Linked DNA regions of Sus scrofa: region 2 is linked to region 1. A link is a contact called in public HiChIP or PLAC-seq data. All regions are on one chromosome and are shown on one strand. Each heading gives the region's core, a stretch centred on a gene start, on an enhancer-like site or on the middle of the called end of the contact. The rest is flanking DNA. Distances are from core to core; before and after follow the strand shown.

Region 1 (4,726 bases), core at 1,096-3,595:
TTATTGTACATTGATAAAAACCGACCACTATATTATGGTTGACCCATCTCCTCTGTCCTTTGAAAGCCACACCATGACAAGACCCTGTGCCATCAGGCAGCCCAGGCTGACCCGGACATTTGACTAGAAGAGGGGCATAATTTCAGGAACCTCTGAACCCCCCCATGGACTGAGGGGTCAGTTCTGCCACAGCTCTCACGGGCAATGAACAAACAAGAGAAAGAGGACAGAATTAGGGGTGTCTGCTACTACTAGCAACTTAAGGACCTGAACTTCACATATAAGTGTTCTCAGTCTGTGTGAAACTGCTTTTTCTACAGTTTAAAGTTTCCATCTGCAGTGCTGAATGAGAAACAGAGTGAAGGGGGAAAGCAAACTGGGGCGGTGTAAACTGCTTTATTTCTGATGACTGCAACCTCTGTCTGCTTGAAGTGAACCTTAACCAGACCTAAAAGGCTCTATTTTCTCAATAACCTGATACCAACTTCTGTCACTAGCCACAGCAGCTGCACTAAGCTGTGGGCTCCCATGGGTTATTTTTATCTCAAATACTCCCTGGGACCCACTTGGTCACCAGTATGTTCAAAGATGGGTTTGGGGGCCTGAATGCTACCTTCTACCTCACAGGGAAAATGCCATGTGGGCAAGAAGAAGGATTTTCATCAACTGGATGGGTAAGGCTCCTGCTTGCCCTCAGAACAAGATTTTTCAGTAAAAGCTAGATCAGAAAACAGCTGCGGCCAGGAGGCCTCAGCAAGCCTTCCTGCTCTCTCTCTCTCTCTGAACCAGAGGGTTCATGACCCAACCAGCTGCCTGAAAGAGGGTGGCTGATCTTTTCAGGGAGGCCAGGCCCTTTGTGGTCACCATATGGAGGCAGGAGTCAGAAGAGAAGAAACTGAATCATGAGTCTCCACCCAGCTGTTGCTCTTTGGGGGCAAAACATTTCTCTCCCAGGGCTCAGCCATCTTGCCCTCAGACCTGGACTTGTGTCCCTTCCTCGGCACCACTATCAGAACAATTTCCTAAACCAGAACATGGCATAAAAAACCTTGAGGTAGTTAGATCTTATCTTCTTTGGGCCCCTTCTGTTACCACAGTCCTCCTACTGCCCATCAGACCTTCCCACCCAGCTTCCCAATCAGAGTTCTGAGCCACCTCATCTTGGGTCGCCTTTCACCTCCAGCCCAGCAGAGGCCGCTAGAGTGATGCAGATGAACCAGAGCGGGTGGGAACAGTGCAAGGAGGGCCCAGGGGCTGGCCTAATACCCTGCTCTCCAGAAGCTGAGTCCAAGCACCCAGCTGGAAGAGATGCTCTAAGCCTCTTGCTTGAAACTCCCCTTATCCTTCTCAGAGGTGAAGATGGGGCCAGACAATTTCCATTTTACTTTTTTTTTTTTTTTGGTCTTTTTGCCATTTCTTGAGCCGCTCCTGAGGCATATGGAGGTTCCCAGGCTAGGGGTCACATTGGAGCTGTAGCCTCCTGCCTACGCCAGAGCCACAGCAACACGGGATCCGAGCCGTGTCTGCAACCTACACCACAGCTCACGGCAACGCCTGATCCTTAACCCACTGAGCAAGGGCAGGGATCGAACCCACAACCTCGTGGTTCCTAGTCGGATTCGTGAACCACTGCGCCACAACGGGAACTCCTGGTATTTTTTTTTTAATGCCAAAAAATAGTTACTAAATTGTGGTCTATTTCACATGTTTATACTTAGCCAATTAAAGCTTGTGCCTCCTCTCACACCTGTACATATACACATACAATGCAACATAAAGGGACAATTCACAAGCTATGTGAAAACAGTAATAATGTTCAGCACACCCGTCGGCATGGCTTGGTAATGCTGTGAGTCTGGGATGAGGTCTTCTGCTGAACCTGGTGAGTGAGGCTGAGTGTACCTCTGTGATGAATATACAAGCCCACGCATTTAAGGTCTGTATTTGAGGCCCTTCGTAAATGTGAGGCCCTCCCCAAATAGCCCTCCTTGTCCTCCACCCACTCTCCACCCCCACCCCCCATGGGCCAGGCCACAGTGAAATATTTCACTAAGTGCAGAGTGGATAAGACGAAGATGGGTATAGTTCTAGAGTTACTAGGCCCCCTCTTCTTCCTGCTCCCAACCTGTCATCCTACGGAGAAATGCTCTCTGTTGGCTGGAAGAACATAGCTGGATGGCAAGAGGGAGGCTTCTCTATGCTAGGCTCCATCCCAAAGTTTCTACTCTGATCCATTATTCCTCCTCTTAGACTCCAGATCCTTTTCCTGTCTTTGTGTTGTTTTGGTCGGAGCAGGAAGTCTTCCTGGAAATCTTCCACAAATATAACATCCTCCTCCTTACCCAAGGGACACTGGCCTTATGCGTGCACCCCACCCCACCCGCTCCACCTCAGCTCTGGGCTGGGACAGTGATGCCAGAACAACAGAAAGTCATCCTCCCAGAGATCCAGCATCTTGCCCTCAGGGTGAGCATCAGCCCTGAGCCTGCCTTTCTCCCTTAGCAACACTCAGAACAACTTCTTGCAGTAGAAAACAATAATCGGGGGTGGGGGGGAAATCATGAAGTTTTTTAAGGACATTCAAAAAATGTGGAAGAATGCTAGGAAGAAAACAACACTAGCATGTGTCTCCTCAGTGCTGCGCTTCTTCATGCCCCTTTTGTCCACCAGAGGCCTAAAGGCCAAGTACCGTGACTGCCAGACCAGATCTATTGTTTCTGGCCAGTCCTTGGTTTCACACTTTTCCTCCTGGTTCAGCTGTCACAATCCCCATCTCCTCTAGTTGTCACCAGAGATGATGAGGCTAATGTGAGTGCCTGGCCAGGCCATGGTGTGTTCCCTCCCCTGGGAGAGTTTCATTGCAGACCAATAGCTCAAGTGTCCTAAGGGGACTACAGATGCTTTTCCTGCCAGATGCTCCTGGCGAAAGGGGTTCTGTGGCCAAACAAGATTGAGGGGCAACATTCTCAGGTCCACCATCTTTTATCTACAAAGTTGAAGTTCAAAAAGTCCTCAAAAGTTTTTTTCATAAATCAGGGACAGAACCTGATCTAAATTGATGTGAAATTTTTCAGATTCTTTATTTAATCCACTTAGTGTGAATATCCATATGTCTTGCCACAGAAGTATGTGATTACAGGGCCTGTCCCACTTTGCTAGTGATGCTGTGTGATAAATAGTATATTTACCACAACGCCTTATTGAAATTTGAAAAATTCTGAATTCTAAATACATCTTACCCCAGGGATTTGGGGTACTGGATTGTGAACTGTGGAGATGCCCTTATTGGACCTTTATCCTGAACATACTATTTCAAGCGCTCTCAGAAGCCTTGTTGTAGACAAGAAACCAAGCTCACAGAACTTTCCCCAAACTTATTTGACTATAAAACTCTTCATCCCATTTAACATCTATTAACATCTCACAGAATTTCCACAAAGACACTCTGGGAAATACAGGATGTTTAGAAGAATTTAGCTCTTGAAGAGTCCACTACATTTCCTGAGATGCAGGAAAACGCGTGTCTGCCTGAGTACGCTTAGATCCTAGGCCCTTGGGAGAGTTTTTCCTTACTCTCAAGGCTAAGACTGTGGGAAGATAAAAAGCTGTAAGAGGGAAGACAGAGGAAAGACTTTGATGACTCATGCAGGCCTGGAACAGGGACAAGGCCTGCTGGAAAACCCAATTAGGACAAACACATCTGTCAAGAGTCAAACCACAGGGCCAGACAAGAACAAGAAGGGAAACAGTTAAAAGTTCAGGTATGGAGTTCCTGTTGTGGCTCAGCAGAAACGAATCCAACTAGTATCCATGAGGATGGAGGTTCGATCCCTGGCCTTGCTCAGTGAGTTAAGGAGCCAGCATTGCTATGAGCTAGAATGTATGTCGCAGATGTGACTTGGATCCCGAGTCGCCATGGCTGTGGAGTAGGCCAGCAACTGTAGCTCTGATTTGATTCCTAGCCTGGAAACTCCCATATACTGTGGTTTCAGCCCTAAAATGCAAAAAAATAAAAATAAAAATAAAAGTTCAGGTAAAGATTGGAACCGAGGTATGCGGGATCTAAAGCACTCAGGAACTACTCAGCCATAAAAAAGAACAAAATAATGCCATTTGCAGCAATATGGATGGACTGGAGACTCTCATACTAAGTGAAATAAGTCAGAAAGAGAAAACAAATACCATACAATTTCACTTATATCTGGAATCTAATATATATGGCACAAATAAACCTTTCCATGGAAAAGAAAATCATGGACATGGAGAACAGACTCGTGGTTGCCAAGGTGGGGGGGGGAAGGGAGTGGGATGGATTGGGAATTTGGGGTTAATAGATGCAAACTATTACCTTTGGAATGGATAAGCAATGAGATCCTGCTGTGTAGCACTGGGAACTTTGTGTAGTCATTTATGATGGAGCATGATAATGTGAGAAAAAAGAATGTATATGTGTATGTGTAACTGGGTCACCTTGCTGTATAGTAGAAAATTGACAGAGCACTGTAAACCACCTATAATGGAAAAAAATAAAAATTATTATAAAGGGAGTTCCCGTTGTGGCGCAGTGGTTAACGAATCCGACTAGGAACCATGAGGTTGCGGGTTCGGTCCCTGCCCTTGCTCAGTGGGTTAACGATCCGGCGTTGCCGTGAGCTGTGGTGTAGGTCGCAGACGCGGCTCGGATCCCGCGTTGCTGTGGCTCTGGTGTAGGCCGGTGGCTACAGCT
Region 2 (4,726 bases), core at 929-3,428, 150 kb before region 1:
CAATAGGAACCAAAGCAGAGAGAGGGTGACTTGCCAAATAAACAGACTCTTCCTCCTGGGCTGTGCGTGTGGTTCTTCATCCTTTCTTAACAAGAAGAGTTTCGTTACTTACCTTACTGGACCATTTGCGAGCTTCATCATGGAGCTGCCTGGCAGCCATCATCATTGGCTGGTTAATCACCTCTCCGGCTTTCTGCTCAGGGAACTCTTCATCCTTCTCCTCTGGTGGTGGAGGCCTGGGCGGAGGGACCTCACCCTCAGGCAGAGGTGGTTTGGGAGGAGCAAGCTCATCTGTCAGCTAAGAAAGAATTAGCAGGTTGTAAGTAAAGCCCTAGGAGCTACTCCCCACTAGAATTCTTTCCTTTCCTTTAAAAGACATCTCCGGAAAAGTCATCCACATTCACTTCATTTAAGACCACCCACACTAAGCACAAGACCACCCGCTTCAATCTCAATAGAAGCATATTTTCCTTCCTTTTTTTTTTTTTTTTAATCTGCAAAAAGTTAGCAGCTACTGTTTCGGACATATTCCAGGGAGGCATGCACAGCATTGCTGTACCAAGGATCCTCAGAGAAGGTCTAAATTCTGGCCCTGACTGTGTTGAAGGGCAGCTGCCTAAGCATGTAACTTCCCCCCTGGGCCTCGGGTTCCTCATCTGTCAATGAGGGGTATCTAGACCAAACGACCACTAAGTTCTTAATTTCACATGGCAAGACTCTATTGATCAGTAAGAATCCATTCCCCTGGCCTAAACCACCCGCCAGCAAGAATCAATCAAATCCAAAAGCATCAGGTAGTTCTCTGGTGGCTCAGCAGGTTAAGGATCCAGCATTGCACTTCTGCGGTTTGGGTGCGCATCTGTGGCGCAAGTTCAAACCCTGGCCAGGGAAATTCTGCATGTTGTGGGTGTGGCCAAAAACAACAAAAAGAAGCATTGAAGGCTACGGAAGTCTACTTCTAACTAGGTTGTATCTACAAACTTTTTTTTTTTTTTTAAATGGCTGCCCTTGCCACATATGGAAGTTCCCAGGTTAGAGGTTGAATCTGAGCTGCAGCTACCAGCCTACACCACAGACACAGCAATGCCAGGCCTAAACCTCGTCTGCAACCTACACCACAGCTCACAGCAACACTGGATCCTTTAACCCACTGAGCATGGCAAGGGATTGAACCCACGTTCTCATGGGTATTAGCAGGGTTCTTAATCCACTGAGCCACAATGGGAACTCTGTTATCTATAAGTTATTGCCCAGTTTCCCTCCTCCTAAACCATTTACCTATGGGAGAAGAAAAAAAGAAAAATTCATGATACTTTGTGCGGCATCAAAATTTTTAAATTATGGTTGGGGAAAAATAATTTTTTTTAAAAAAAAGGACTATACTTTTGCTACTAGAAAAAAGTCAGGCTAAGGAAAGAACACAGAGTCTAACCACCTCAGTTTTGCCATCAACTGGGAACACAAATTCTCACCACAAGCTGTGCAGATTATTTTCCCACTCCTCACTAACTCATCACTCATCACACCCACACTCACCAAAGCCAGTCACTCTCATCACAGCAGGCCAACACCACAGACCCCCACTTAACCCAGCACACCCCATGCATAAGCACTGCGTCAGGACTCCACTAGATTCCAGAATGAAAGACCAGTTGTGCGTCTGACTAAGTTTCAAGAATAAGTTCAACAAAGCCCCCTAGGGATTGAGGCTCCAGAACAGTCTACCTCTCTCTTGCTTCAGTCCCATCACCCTGATGCTCAATTCTCCCCCTCTCTCTCTGAATTTACTTACGCGGAGCTGTTCAAGGTCTGGCGGAGGAGGCGGGAAGTCAGGCTCCTGAGGTTGGAAGGCTTCTCTCACCTTGGCCACGGCTCCCAGGATCCGGTATCCTGAGTCCAGGAAGCTCTTTTGCAGGCCTAAACACAGACACCGTCACTTTCAGCTGGGCAGGTCCGTGCCCTGGAGCACTGTCCAGCAGAAGAACTGGTTTCCAGTAACAAAAGCTGGATATGCAGCTGCCAGTGAGCAGCACAGGCAGAGACTGAAGGGAAAAGGAGGTAAGGGCCTAAGGCCAGCAAAGAGTCACAAGTGTCACAGACCAGCTGTCCCCTGTAGTGCTCAGTGTGCTGCCTGGTTTACGTAACTAGTAAGTACTTAGGACATTGCTGGGCATGAAGGCTTTGGGCTCAGGTGGTGCTCTTTGCCTCTCACACTGGAGCAGCCAAGAGAGAAGCCTGCCCCACTCAGAAAGGGGAGCTGGCCGTTTCAGATGTGCACACGTTCCCTGGAGCCCTTCTCACCTTTCTCCCTGCCCTTGGCTCGGCTTGGCATTCAGCATATTAACCCCTACGTTGAGCTGTTGCTACTGTGTCCGGTCACCTAACATTCAAGAATCGACTCAAACTATGAAAAACTCCACAGAGGACACTGAGCATGTCCTTAGTGATGGTGGGTTGAGAAAACTAGAAAGATTCTGCCAGGGCTGGGGACAAGCAGGGCGGCCCCCTCCTCCCCACTCCCTCACACTGGGTGGATTCTACTCACAGACAAGGCTACAAACATTGGATGCTCACAGCAAGAAGGAATTCAGATGTTTCCAACCAAAAAAGGAGTGGTAATCTCTTTAGCAGTAATGAAAACACAATCAAAATTCAGCTAAAGGAAATCCAGATTTTTTGGTGTAGGACCAAGATAATGACCTAGGAGACCCATAGGTCAATTTAAGCCCTCCAGATTTGACAGAAATAGAGAATGTTGTTCAGAGCAAAAGCATTTTAAGAAAAGCAAAAGTTGGAGTTCCTGTTGTGGCGCAGTGGTTTAAAGAATCCAACTAGGAACCATGAGGTTGCGGGTTCAATCCCTGGCCTTGCTCAGTAGGTTAAGCATCCGGTATTGCCGTGAGCTGTGGTATGGGTCACAGACGCGGCTCGGATCCCGCGTTGCTGTGGCTCTGGTGTAGGCCGGCGGCTACAGCTCCGATTCCCGTAGCCTGGGAACCTCCATATGCCGCAGGAGTGGCTCAAGAAAAGGCAAAAAGACCAAAAAAAAAAAGCAAAAGTTATGCTAGTTACATAAACTAAATGGTTGGTAACCTGGCTATCAGGCAACTTTTGAGAACTTTCCAAAATAATGACAGGCGATGTTAAGAAAGTGCAGAGAGGATGAACCAGAGAAACTAACGATAACCCTGCCAGTATTGCAGGAAATATTCTCTCCAATATATTTTGGACAGGAAAAAATTAACCTATAGCATCCTCAAACTAAGAATCTGCAGTATTTGCTCCCAGACTTTGTATGTAGTGGCTGTGGGGTGCATACCCTCTCCCCAGCCAGTCGGCTCCCTGAATTAATCTCTCAGCTGAGGTGAATCACACCAGGCTTTGCTTACCAGGGTCAGAAATGTTTCCTGCCACAGCCTTTGCATCCATCACCATTGGGGAGATTGTTTTGCTCAATTCGTCAGAGGCAGCTTTCACCGCCTCACGGAACTTGGGATCCTCAGAGTTCTCCACCTCCCTCTTAGCCACCAGCAGAATGCGGTTGGCCCGACGAGCGATGCTGGTTGCCCCAGCAACCAGCATCTGAGGCTGAATGTTGGCCATGGCTACTTTACACTTGTCCAGGTCTTTTTTAATCGCTTCTTCGGAAGCATCCAACAGAGATTTGGTGTCAATGGCTTCGTCCACCAACCCTGTCCAGAGAAGAGAAATGGAATTTAGGCGCTGTTTTAGAAGAACAGAAACTCCAAAACTCTGGTGTCCACTCCAGCTTCTCACATGAAAAGTGCAACACCCATAATTCTCACCTTCGGCTCAAAGCCCTTCTTAACATAATCAAAAGCCTCCAGGTGATTACTAAACACACAAAAATTTAAAAGGGAGGATATAGCCCAGGAGGCCAGACAGACTCACGGCATTTATACCAATTGTGGCCACCGGACTTCTTGTATCTACCACAGACAGGCCGAAAAGGATCAGGAGGAAACAAGGATTGCGTCTGAAACCCTCACCACATCAGCGCCACATTATCTGTTAACAGCATTTTCCCCCCTCCCGTTCTCACTCCCCAGCCATCTGTTGCTTGTTGGCAGCTTGAAGTGCCCAAAAGGAGCCATGCAGAGGATTCCAATAACCCTAACAGCCTGCTTCTTGTTTCTGTTACCTCACTGCAGACACCTCCGGAGCTCCGCTTTCATCTCTGGCTGCTACGGCCCCCTGTCCCTGCAGGTTGTACAGGGAAGCCAAAGTGCCTACATCCCTCTCCCCTTCCTCTCGCATCCCTCCCTCCACAGAGGACGAAGATTCAGAGGTGCCCCTTCGACTGCACAGACGCAGGTTGGTTGGTGGCTGGTTTCTCCTTTTTGGAAACTACGTAGCTGATAAGTTGGAGGAAATTCTGAGACAAGTTGTATTAAATGGTAGCCATTGTGGTTCCTTGAAATGTGAACCCGCCGAAAATAACAGGGACACTGACTGTATCCACAAATACCGCCTCTCAGCCTCTGAAACCAAACTCTGGCTCACACAGAGCAAAGACACTATTCAAAGAGAAGATAGGCACTTTAACAATAAACATCACACCGGGAGAGCAGCATTAAAATGAAAGCTACTCAAAGAGTCTCTCTTCGGACAAAGGTGAAGAGCCCGTATGAGGAGCCGCCGCTGCTCAGCAGCCTTAACAGGGCCAAGTACACTGTTGAGCACATGACCGTTCCTTTATCCAATT

Evidence for each region. HiChIP or PLAC-seq counts read pairs in DNA pulled down with a chosen protein or histone mark.
Region 2: a contact with region 1 is called in an H3K27ac HiChIP or PLAC-seq map of skeletal muscle. The contact joins two enhancer-like sites. A contact is called at or near these places in 11 of 47 Hi-C or Micro-C datasets (alveolar macrophages, blood, embryonic fibroblasts and 7 more) and 2 of 2 datasets of contacts at active chromatin or transcription factors (alveolar macrophages and skeletal muscle).

Annotation. Positions count from the first base shown.
Region 1 is chr14:76,650,925-76,655,650 of Sscrofa11.1, reverse strand. The region is part of intron 2 of LOC102160869 (atherin-like); the gene reads left to right. Among named protein-coding and RNA genes, the nearest start is that of PLAU, 24 kb to the right of the region's middle. Within about 2 kb of position 2,345, at least 22 of the 83 cell types and tissues checked have an H3K27ac peak or open chromatin away from gene starts, as enhancers often do. A contact at or near this core is called in skeletal muscle, where this site is marked.
Region 2 is chr14:76,796,338-76,801,063 of Sscrofa11.1, reverse strand. It overlaps VCL (vinculin), which reads right to left. Exons shown (of 21, transcript NM_213934.1): 16 at 3,390-3,692; 17 at 1,793-1,917; 18 at 113-298. Among named protein-coding and RNA genes, the nearest start is that of AP3M1, 37 kb to the left of the region's middle. Within about 2 kb of position 2,178, at least 4 of the 83 cell types and tissues checked have an H3K27ac peak or open chromatin away from gene starts, as enhancers often do. A contact at or near this core is called in skeletal muscle, where this site is marked.